2 separate regions of the Mus musculus genome follow, and region 2 is linked to region 1. The links are chromatin contacts, called in public Hi-C maps. All regions are on one chromosome and are shown on one strand. Each heading gives the region's core, a stretch centred on a gene start, on an enhancer-like site or on the middle of the called end of the contact. The rest is flanking DNA. Distances are from core to core; before and after follow the strand shown.

Region 1 (5,855 bases), core at 1,420-3,919:
GGAAGAGCCTTCCTGGCCTGGCCTGCTGGGGAACAGCCAGAGCGCATGCTCCAAGAGGGATGATGTCACTCTCAGCCTGCATACAGGACCACAAGGGGAGGGTCTACTCAGTTCAACCTTCCAGAAGGCTTCCTAGAGGAGGCGCAGCTAGAGGTTAGCAATCCCAACAGACAATCGGGTCAAGTCTCAAGACACAGAGGGGATAGAGTGGAAGAAGACTGGTCCTTACAGAGTACATAGCTGGAGTATGAGGTTTGGTTTAGTGACAAGTGACCTGGAGAAATAGTCACTTGAAACTACAGAGGACATAAAGACAAAAATGGTCATACTGGAATGACAACTGGAGACTCCCCACAGAGGCCTGAAACATCAGACTGAAGGACTCTGACTTGTATCAAATGGGCAAGGCCATGTCTGAAGTGATTTTAGAAGAATGGGAGGTATCAAGCCTGAGGCTTTGTTCACTGCTCACAGATGACACACCAGGGCCCAGCCCGGAAGTTCACAGACTCTAGTCATTCTTATCTCTGCATCCCAGTGGACAGAAAGGAAAACTGAGGCTGAGAGAGATTCAGTAAAGCCAGGCACTCATGAGAGATGTGGCCCCAAAGCCTGTGTTCCAAAGTGATGCCATGTGAGAAGGAGAGAGAGGAGCCCAGAGGCTCCGGGGCCCCAGGAGACTGTCCAGATGTCTACAGGAACATGAGCAAGATGCAGACCAGGGGTTATCAGCAGACCTCCTGAATCCTGAGCTAGCTGACACAGGGCAAATTTGGGAAGAGGTTGAGACAGTTTCTGGGAAGCAGAATGGTCCTTTAGTGGGTTGGATATTTAGTGAGGTCTGCCTCAGCTTCTGCCATTCCTGGCCTCTCAGGAAGAGTCAGGATGAGTAACTGTTACTATGGAGACCCACAGGAGACTGATGGAAGCCTGGTCCTCAGCAAGCCTGACTCGCTGCTAGACTGACAGACCTACCATGTGGGACACAGCCAGATCAGGAGGCCAAGGAGAATCAGAGCAGCAGAGTACCATGTAGCGGCTGGGGCTGGCCAGGGCAGCCAGCCCATCAGAAGAATGGACCACTTGGAGTCAGGAAGGCTTGAGTTGGAACTCTGGGTATATACAGTCTCTGGTCCTGTGGTTTGAGGCTCAATGTGACTATCCATATCGTTGTCTGGTCAACAGGCTCATCGAACATAGTTCTCCTCCAAGTCATGATACAGGGCCCCCCCCGGCCCCCCGCTCTGGGCAAAAGTGCTTAGCAAGTCAGGCCCTTTCTAATCCCCTCTGGACCCATCCCCATATTCTAGGATGTGAGTGAACGGTAAACGATCAGCAACTGCAGGAGTACCCCTACTACCCCATCACCCCATCTCAGTGCTAATCTCTACCCTAGAACACAGAGACCCTCACCTGGCCCTGGGAAACTGCATCCCACTAAGAGTCCTTACCTTTGGGCGACCACAAGTCCAGGGTCCCAGCCGTCCCACCTCCAATAAGCCTGGTGGCCTCTGATCATTTAACACACTTCTTACAAGCTGCCTACCATCCTTCTAGCCTGATACCCTCTGCTAGCTCTGTGGAATGGCCATGTTGCCTCCACTTAACAACTATCATGAGACCCAGAGGGGTGAAAAAAATAAACAGCCCGGGAGGTGGCATGGTCACCTTGATGGTCCTCTCTGCTCCCCAGCCTCTTCTTCCCCATCAAGGCCCTCTGGACTTTTCCAGGCAACCTCCCACTGACTGCTATCACCTGCCCCACCGGATGTGCGCGTCATGACAAAGCACCCAGAAAAAAAAATAATTCATGCATAGATCTCTAGGGCCTCTCTCACTCTGACTTTCATGAGCTCCCTAGTCCTCTCAGGATAGAATGTGCAGCCCATGGGAGACAGAAACACATAGGGTCTTGCCTATGTCTCCTCCACTCCCCACGTCTCCTCTAAAGCCATGACTCCCACTCCATCCTTCCACCTTGCTCTTTTGACCAGAGTCCAAGCTTGATGTGAGAATTCACATTGTTCCCTATGGTTCTGATTCTCTGACACCATGATGCTAAGAGTATGTCTACCCCAAGACATCAGCATTGCAGGACGTACTTGCTGTCCTGCATCTGAAACACACACACACACACACACACACACACACACACACACACACGCCATAATCCATAGAGACCTCTTCTCACCCTTCCCAGAGCTGGGGTTGCTCCCCTGCAGTTCCCACTCCCGAGTCCCGAAGGCACTGCGCACAGATCATAGGGAACAAAAGCTGATGGGGACTCGTGTGTATCTCAGTGACTGAATGCCAGGGAGCCACTTAAATCCCGGAGAATCTGGAGAAAGAGGAGAAAGCCGAAAGCAGAGGGAGCAAAGAGGGAAGAAAGATGTATCGGGGAGATTACTCTGTCACTCAGACGTGAAAGAAATCTGTGCAATTATTTTGTATCGTGTTTCATTGGAATGTGCACCTCGTCCTTGGCTGCCTGCAAGCCTCGGATTACCCAGACAGAAAGCACAATGAAAGACACGCAGCAACAAATACAGACACAAGTGTTCCTGAAACTGAGATTATTTACAGAGGAATGAAAATCAAGCCTGAGACAGAGAAGCCACCTGGCACTGAGACTCTCCAAGCTGGATGAGAGCTAAGTTCCCGGGGCCGTCATCTTGGATCTGCCACCAGTACATGTGTGGCTTTGAGCAGGCTGCCTCCTTGGCTGAGCTTCATGTGCTCTGTAAGACTCGTGGGGCTCTCCGTAGTAGCATGGCAGACCCTTGGACTGGAAAGTCCCTAGCAAGGGTGCCATCCTGGGCACTGGAGCATGCTCAGAATCCTCTGACTTCTGCCCAGCAGGTGGGTCCCACCAGCACTATGCCAGGTATGACAATGTAAAATTGTCCCTAGAGAACAAATCTACCACTAGAAGAGAGGGGAATTAGATGTCCTCAGAGCTCAAATGGGAGACGACAGAGACAGAAAGAGGTACAGGGATCCAGCTCAATCAAGGGGAGACATTTGCCGTGGGCTTATAATCTCTACCCACCTCATGCATGAGTTCAGACCAAAGGGTCTCAAATGAGTTAGAGCAGCCATTTGGGGGGAGGGGCAGGGGCACATAAACCGATTTTTAGCATTTCTCCTTCCTTCCAGAACTTTCTCTTTGCTCTGTCATCCTAGTCTATGATCTATTCCCTATTCCATGAACCCCAGCACCAACCCCCTAACAAGCAAACCTACCCACTACAGCATGGTTGGTGGAGGAGTAGGAAGGACTGGCTTCCATCTTCAAAGAGAAGAGATTTAGGAAGTCCAGCTTTTACCCATGGACTCTGCACAACCAGAGACCCCAGTGAGGGAAACCCTGGGCAGAAAACCTATAGATGATGAGGTGGGTTGGCAGGGGGTACCTGGATGTCCCCAGTGAGGCCAGCAGGTGGAGGATACACAGGTGTGGTGGCAGATGACCCCAGTGGAGATCAGGAGACACAAATGTCCCCAGAGAGGAATTGATGCCGTTTTTTTTTTTTTAAAACAATAAAACACATCCAAACAGAAATTCTCTAGCCTGATGTTAGTTCATGCGAGACTGTCGTCTCATTAAAAAGCGCACAGAAAAATATTTCTATCTGGAAATCAATGGAGGCTCATTGATTACTAGCAGAAAACATCACCAGCTGAATATTCAAGGACAGGCCAACGGCACTGAGCAAATTGGCAGAAAAGCCTTCTTCCTGCCTTCACCTGTCTGCTCGGGCTCTCAAAGGAGAGCACCACGGCCTGAGTGACCTGCTGAACAGTTCACTTCCTCCCTGTTCTCAAGGTTAGATGACCAAGATCAGGGTGTCCTCGGGGCTGGGTTCTGAAGACAGCTCTTTTATCTTGCCATTTCTCCTCAGGAAATCTTGTGCCAGGATTTGTGATCAAACCCTGGTTGGCCTCTGCTCAGAGACAGCCCAGCATCCTCTATGCTATCTCTGGGCCTGAATTGGTCAGCCCCTCTCCATCCCAACTATCGTCTTTTAGCCCCATATATGATGCACACCTGTGAGGAGTTCTCTAGACCTCCAGATTCCATCATCTGCCTGGTTCTCATCCTTCCTCCTCATCTCTCAGAGCTCCAGGTCGTCCATCATTGTGCTGGCATTTAATGATAGTATGGGGACAGGGCATTGGTCCAGTCATAGCCTGGACTCTGGGATCAGAAACCTGGGTCCATCTCCTGGTATTATGGGTAAACGTACAACTCCCATGGATGAGATGGGATGCTGAGGCTAGCAGCAGCAGCATCTTGATACAGTGCTTGCCCAGCATGCATAAGTTCAACCCCTAGCACTGCATAAAAATTGACTATGGCCGTACATCCCTGTAACTCCAGTATTAGGGAGGTAGAAGCAAGAAGATCAGAAGTTGAAGGTTATCTTCAGCTAGTGAGTTCAGGCCAGCCTGGGCTGCATGAGATCCTGTCTTTTATGACCTTGTGGTGGTTTACATGAAAATGGCCCCCATAGAATCAAGTGTTTGAATACTTAGTCACTGGAGAGTGGCAATATTTGAAAAGATTAGAAGGATTAGGAGGTGTGGCCTTGTCAAAGAAAGTAAGGTTTTGAAGTTTCAAAATCCACACCAAGCCTGGACAGTCTCTCTCTCTCTCTCTCTCTCTCTCTCTCTCTCTCTCTGCCTACGGATCAAACTGTAGCTCTCAGCTACTGCCTCAGCGCCCGCCTGCATATTACCATGCTCCCCACCATGATGATAATGGACTAAATCTTGAAAACTGTAAGCAACCACCCCCGCCCCCAGTTAAATGCCTTCTTCTCCCAGAAGAACTGCCTCAGTCACGGTGTCTCTTCACAGCAATAGAACAGTGACTAACACTGCCCTCCTTAGAAACTGTTAAGTGCTGTAATAACAATTAACTACATTTACTAAGCACACCCTGAGTACCAGAGACTCCACACAGCATCTCCTTCAACTGTGGTACTGATGCAAACATTTAGGCCACAGCATCTCCCAACATTCGGCTCTAGGTAGCAAGTTGATACGGTGATGTCACTGAACCTGAGGAAACACAGCTTCCCAGCAGCGAAACGAGCCGAAGAAATTGTGCATGATGCTGGAACATGGGGGGGTGGGTGGTGGGGGGGGCGTGGCCTCTGTTTTACAGATAAGGAAACCAAGGCTCATAAGGGAGTTCGAGGGACAGAGCTAAGTCAGAGTCTAGACCTAGGGATGTGACTCCTTATCCCAGGCACAGGTTTGGGGTTGCTTTGTGTCCCAACATACACACGGGATAAACGTGGTTTCTGAGGTTTCTGTCTCTTGCTCCTATGCACACGGCCAGGCCCTAACGCGATCCTTTGCAAAGTATGCAGCCTATCCTGCTCCCCACTGGGCAGAAAAAGCTGACAGGCTACTGAGAGAACAGGTGCAGGGCAGGGGCCAGGAAGCCCTGCAGGGAGGCACCCTGGATGGCTCTGGTTTGGGGAGGTTCCAGGCACTAGCAAGGATTTCAGTCCCCTCCCCCAAAGCCCAAAAGCAGACAAAGAGGGGAGACGCTTACCGCTCTTCATCTTCAGCATCCTCTTCATCTTCAGCATCCTCTTCATCTTCAGCATTGGCAGAGCCTTGTACCTGCATCAGTATCACAGGTTAGCTCTTTCCAGGCTCTGGGAGGAACCTACCAAGATGGATGCCTCTTAGCCTGATTGCTGCTCCTTCCAGGGTCAAAGGTCACACTGATAGCTACCAGCCCACTCCAAGCCTCCTGCTGAGCCATGCCCAGGCTGTAGACGTGTCTTAGCTGTGAAACCAGCTCTCTCCCTCAAATCACTGGGAAAGCCAGGTGTTGA
Region 2 (5,855 bases), core at 1,019-3,518, 450 kb before region 1:
GGCAGTGCTGGGGGAGTGGGGGTGGCAGTTGACCAATGCTGACTGAAGAAGCCGAATCCCTAGTGACTTGGAGCAGAGCCTATGTTTTCTGTAGAGACTAGATACTAAATATATTAGGGCTGATTTGGGGCTTGAGGGACTCAAAAATGGGTCTAGAAAATGAATCAGGTGTGGTCAGAGGCGGGAAAAAAGCCCCACATCTCTGCCTTTAAAAAAAAATGACATAATCTAAAATGTAGTCCAGAAAAACTGAAGCCTGAACAGCATACAGTATTGATGCATCATGGAAGACTTGTCATGAACTTCTTTCAATCACTAAGAGAAAGGGGAAAGAGTTTCTAGCTCACGACCCATTCCAGAAGCAGCCACAGGCTACCAGTGAACAGCTAGCCATTGTTTGCAGACCATGGTTTGTTGTTGCTTGGTGGCTCTCAATCCCACCCCAGCCTTCCCTCGATGAGCCATGAAGCAATGCCCAACTCTGTCAGTAGAGGGCACTGAAGGGACACTGCGGAAGAAACAGTTTTGCATTTCTCGCTACTGTATCTCTCTCATTTGAGGAATCTGACCACAGTGGTGCACAGAGACTGCACAGCTCTTGGTAACCTCGTGGTCCATTCAGGGACAGGTGACCATGTGCCTGCACTGTGATGAGTCTGATACTTCCAGCTACAGTTGATGGAACATACCTCCCTCTTGCCTGCCTCTGGGGAGATGTCTTCTACCTGGGGTACTTGCCAAGCAGTTCCAGCCGGACCAGATAGCCTCTTTGCCACTGTAGGCTGAGCCTAGCTTTGGAGCAGGCCACTGTCAAGCTATCTTCCTCGCTAGCATGTCATATCCTCTAGTCACATCGCCAAGTAGGGTGTCTTTTCATTAAACTCTGTGACTCAGATTCTAAAAAAAAAAAAAAAAAAAAAAAAAAGACCCAGGCAGTCTGGGAACAATGGGGTCTTCATAACCAATGATCAGGATGGGCTCTGTCTGCCACATGGTCGTGGTTTCTGAGAACTCAGTTTGTTTGGCTGTGAAATGGGAGCATTGCCTCCTCTCCTATGGGCACCTGAGACCCTAAAGTGAGTTGGGGCTAGTCCAGTAGGGAGTATGGGTTGAGGAGCCAGGCCTGATGTCTGTATGCTGGACATTCAACTGCATTGTCCTGTTTCTAAAGGGTTACATGTATCAGTATGTAAATATCTATCAAGTTGTAGGGCCTGGGAGGAGTGTGGTTCAAACCATTACCTTACCCCCTACTTCCTTCTTCCCTTGGGAGGTCTCAAACCTCAGGCCCTTCAGCCTCTGGTTTCTTTCTTCAAATCTCTGGGGACCCCACAGGCTCTGGCAGCTGAGATGCTCTCTTGGCGGTGTCCAGGTACTCCCTCTGTCACCTCATCTGTGTGGTTACTATAGCAGCCTTCACAGCCTGGGCAGGGCTGAAGAACATAGGCAGGAACATAATGAGGCCACATAGTCTGATCTGTCTTCTGTTGTGACAGGTACAGTCCCCACAAAAAGGCTGCAGGTCATGAGCTCAGGTCCTTGGCATAGGGATGCTAGCTTCCACCAGGCTGCCTGAGACCCAAGCTTGGGGCCTTTGGGACTTCCTTTCAATTAACATCATTGGAGATCCTAGGCTAGCTAGGGATGCCCAGTGGTCCACACAGCCTGCCACATGGAGTCCTAGAGGCATGACCCTGCAGGACAGAGGTGGAGAGAGAGAGCCACTGTCCCTTGGGTCCTACAAGTGGAACTGGAACACTGCTGGTGGTCCCTGAGTCCAAGACTTGCATCTCTGCTCCCCTCCTATGAGATTAGAGAGCCCCCTGCAGCTCCCAGGACCCCAGTCTGGGCCCAGATGAGCCTAGGCCAGACAGGGTATTCCCAAAAAGCTGCTGAAATCGACAGAAGAGATGGCTTATCCTTTCTCCATGGCCAGATCTATAAGCTCTGTACTCTGGCCTTTTTCACAGCAGCAACTGACTCCAGGACCCCATCACAGGAGTTGCTGAGGCAGAACTGCGGTTTGGGGGGGGGGGCATGGAGATATCCTAGAGGATCCCATGGGGAACCTGTTCCCAATATCCCAGCCACCTCCCCTGCCTGCCCCTGGGAAACCAACTTCCTTTACACAGAGCAGACCCTGACTTGCGGAGCAACCCTCCTCCGAGCCTTGGAGATGCAGAGGGTCAGACTGTGGTCATGGGAAGCCCCATGGAGAAGCAGGCTCTTTCTTGGGAAGAACAGACAGACAAGGAAGGAGGGGGTTGCTGCTCTCCACTCCTGCTGCTTCTTGTCTGAGCAAAATGCACCGGGAAATTTCCACCCGCATCCAGACTGTGCCCGCCTTCCTTACCGTAATTAATATCCCAGGGAAAAGATACGCTCAGCTGGGCGCCCATCTGCCAAGGCCTCGGCCTTGTGGGCTCTGTCCCTGGGGATTCAGGCTCCATTTCACCACTCTGAGGAGTGGGCGCAGGCATCCCTGGGGATGGGTTAACCTCACTTAGCTCAGCAGACAGCAGTGCTGAGGAGCCCCACGGGCAGAAGTAGTGACGACGTGCAGGGAAGGGAAGCCTGGGGTGGTGCAGCCCTGTCATCGGAGGGTGTGCATGGGGGAAGGGAGGCGTTATGAGGGGACGAAATAGATGCCTGTGCCGAGGTCTTCCTGAGGGAAGATCCAGCCAGGCTCTCAGGGCAACCAGGGTCGGGTGGAGATGGAGAACGAGAGGGGTTTCTGAGATGGCTGAGTCACCCCTTCAAGGGAGAAACTTGGTGGCTATTCCTTTTGGGAATACCCTGCCTGGCCTGAGCTCATCTGGGCCCAGACTGGGGTCCTGAGAGCTGCAGGGGGCTCTCTAATCTCATAGGAGGGGAGCATAGATACAAGTCTGGGACTCAGGGTCCAGCAACAGTGTGCCCGTTCCACTTGTAGGACCCAAGGGGCAGTGTCTCTCTCTCCACCTCTGTCCTGCAGGGTCCTGCCTCTAGGTGAAGTCAGGGGAGGAAGGAAACATGATGGAATCCAGAAACACAGCCTAACATGGCCCAAGACCATCATCCTAGCCTACTCCTCAGATGCTGAGACAGAAGGGGGTCTGGGACCTCCCTTTTCCAAGCTGTCTGTGCCTCCCATACTGGGCACGCCAGAATCCCAGCTTAGTTCTTAGAGTCAGACATTCCTTGATGGAATTTCGAATCTCAGCCCCTGAGCATCTTGCTTGTGCTTCCTCGAGTGACGGCCACAGGTACCTTGAGAATCTGACAGGGACGGGGGTGGGGGATAAAGAAGACACATGCCTGGAGCTTCTGTCGCTACACAGCCCCCTCCTCACTGTCCTGTGAATAGTAATCAGGGATCTTTCAAACACAGGAGGTCAGCACCATCCTGGGCTACCTGTCTTGTTGGATGGCTTTGGCAACTGAGGCCGAGCCTATACTGACCTCTTTTGACTGCCCACACTTGTACTCTGGTCCCTCATCGATGAGGAGCTAGCTGACAAGGTAAAGAGAGAACTCCAAGCCAGGATAAGCCTGACCAAGCATAGTTTGACCCTTGGCCAAGTGTCATGAATTTCCTCGGGGCAGAGTCATTTCATAGTAATGCAACAGGCCACTGGCTTCCCTGGACCCCCTTTATTCATCAAGGCGGGGGAGAAGAGTCCTGTCTGATGCTCTCCTGGAGGGGGAGCAGGTCAAGGAGATGGTGGGTGGACAGGAGATAGCCTTGAGAAAGGATGCACTGTCATAAATCCAGACAGGAAGAAATGATACTTTCTGAGACCGCAGCTGCAGGGTACATCCAATCACAGCACAGTCTACGGGGAACGAGCACAGGGTACATCCAATCACAGCTTAGTCTGGGAAGAAATAGCCTAAGTTACATCCAATCATAGCATAGTCTATGGGGAACTAGCATAGGGTACATCCAATCACAGCCCACTCTGGGAGGAACTAGCACAAAAAAAATAAGTCATAGATTAAGTAGATGTAAGGATAGGTGCCTCCATCCTCAGAAACATGCACGGGAAGATCCACGCCCGAGGTCCGTCCTCTCTGGAGTCCACCGTTTCTGCTCCTTGCTTCTTATTGCCCATCCCTGAAGTGGTTGCTCTGCACCACGCAGGGCTGACCTAGACAGGCTACTGCCATCCTAGAGGGTGCCTTTGTACTACTGAGTGGGTTGACAGCCACCTAGAATGAGTCTCTACCATCCCCTAGCCCCTCCCTGACACCATGAAGAAGCCAACCTAACTGGCCCCAGGGCAGGGCATCCCTATTCTTTCTGTGGCCCAGCTTCTTGTCTCTCATCCTGGCAACCGCACCTCCATCCTTGCCTGCCTTGCCGGTGGGTTCTATATTAGGACACAGACTCATCTCAACGTTTCCCACACCACAGCTCCCCCCAAAACAAACTCACGATCGTGACAAATTCTTGTTTTCCAGGGAAAGGTACCCAAGACGTCCTTATCTCTTCAGCTCTGTAACAAAGGAAGTAAATCCTAATTAAGAAGGGATACAGCCATTCTGAAACTGTTTTCCTGGTCTCGCACATCATGTGACCAGCAAGGGAGTATGAGAGAGAAAGGAGAAAGAGGAAAGAAAGCAGATGTGTAGCTGGCGTGGGGGGGGGGAGTGGAGGAGGGGGTAAGGAGAGCAGCGGGGCAGGGTGGGGGGCATCCTTTGAAGACCATAGACAGTCAAGCCTCAGGTCATCCCTGGCCTTAGGCGCCAGATGAACAGAGTGAGCCATGTCCATGTCTATATCTCTGATACACAGACACCACCTCCCTTCCATGTAGTAGGAGCAAGTTGATTTGTTCACAGGAAGTAAAATGTTCTCATGCTGTCCTGGGTAGGAGGTAGCTACTCAGTCCCCACACACGTGCTGGCATGGAGACTCCAGTAGCCCCAGGGATGGTGGTGGGATGGTGGCCACCAAGGGTGGAAGACCCCCTGCCTTTGTGATCATAAGTAGATTCTGGCTTAGTGTCAGACAGCTCTGAGCCTCGGGACTTCTTTCCCTTTAGGCCACCTTGAGCCAGCCTTGGTTCCTTCATCTTAGGAAGGCCATTTACAGAAGATTTCACTAAGTGGGAAGGATGCTAGGGTTTGATGGGACTCAGTTCTGGTCCTCCGGTTCTGCAAATATGGACAGCAGCCCTCTGGCTTGGTACACCTGAGTCCTGGCCCTCTGGTTTTATGGAGCCATGTCTTGGCTCCCTGGAGCTTCTGCCGCTGCTGCTGATCCCCCCCCCCATCTGCTCTTGATCATTCTTCTTCCTCTCACCTCCTCCTTTTCTTCTTCCTTCTTCTCCTCCTCCTCTTCCTCCTTTTCCTCCTCTCTCTCCCTCCCCAGCTGTCTTGTTTTAAGTCCTGGAGCAGGCTTGTGTTTCTGTCTCAGAACATGGAATAGATCATTGGGCAAATTGATTTATGGCAAATTGGTCATTTGGTGAATTGACCGTTGGTTCAATTGATTTCTAGCAAATCGCTGTAGAATCTCCACTGGGGCTGTTTAATGATTCAGCGAGGTCATGCATGGACGCGTTGAGAACCGGGCTGGCACTGGCTGCCACTCACTAGGTACTTCTGTCCATAGCACCAGCACCTATGGACAGGCTGGGAGGCCCTGCCGCTGCAGGAGGAACTTTTGGGCACTGAGCTGAGCACTGGACCCAGTAAGAACTTCTTGCTGTTCCAGAACAAGTCAGAGCAGGATCACCAAGAAAGCCAATCATGGGCTTCAGAGTAGAGCCTGGAGACCCAGAGCTTGACCCAGTCCCTTAACCTTCACCTTGGCTCCAGCGCTGTCTCATCAGCAATAGTCCGGGAAGGGCACAGAACCAGTCTGCCTT

What was found. A called contact is a pair of places that touch in the nucleus more often than the background predicts.
Region 2: a contact with region 1 is called in a Hi-C map of cortical neurons, with 2.8 times the contacts expected there. The contact joins two enhancer-like sites. A contact is called at or near these places in 5 of 484 Hi-C or Micro-C datasets (cerebellum, cortical neurons, embryonic fibroblasts and 2 more) and 1 of 9 other capture datasets (embryonic stem cells).

Annotation. Positions count from the first base shown.
Region 1 is chr4:130,981,450-130,987,304 of GRCm38.p6, reverse strand. It overlaps LOC108168713 (a long non-coding RNA gene), which reads right to left. Exons shown (of 5, transcript XR_003955121.1): 3 at 5,567-5,637. Among named protein-coding and RNA genes, the nearest start is that of A930031H19Rik, 26 kb to the left of the region's middle. Within about 2 kb of position 2,669, at least 11 of the 459 cell types and tissues checked have an H3K27ac peak or open chromatin away from gene starts, as enhancers often do. A contact at or near this core is called in cortical neurons, where this site is marked.
Region 2 is chr4:131,426,069-131,431,923 of GRCm38.p6, reverse strand. It overlaps Gm35634 (a long non-coding RNA gene), which reads right to left. Exons shown (of 4, transcript XR_390798.2): 2 at 5,795-5,855; 3 at 4,418-4,478; 4 at 3,621-3,815. Among named protein-coding and RNA genes, the nearest start is that of Gm35634, 20 kb to the right of the region's middle. Within about 2 kb of position 2,268, at least 19 of the 459 cell types and tissues checked have an H3K27ac peak or open chromatin away from gene starts, as enhancers often do. A contact at or near this core is called in cortical neurons, where this site is marked.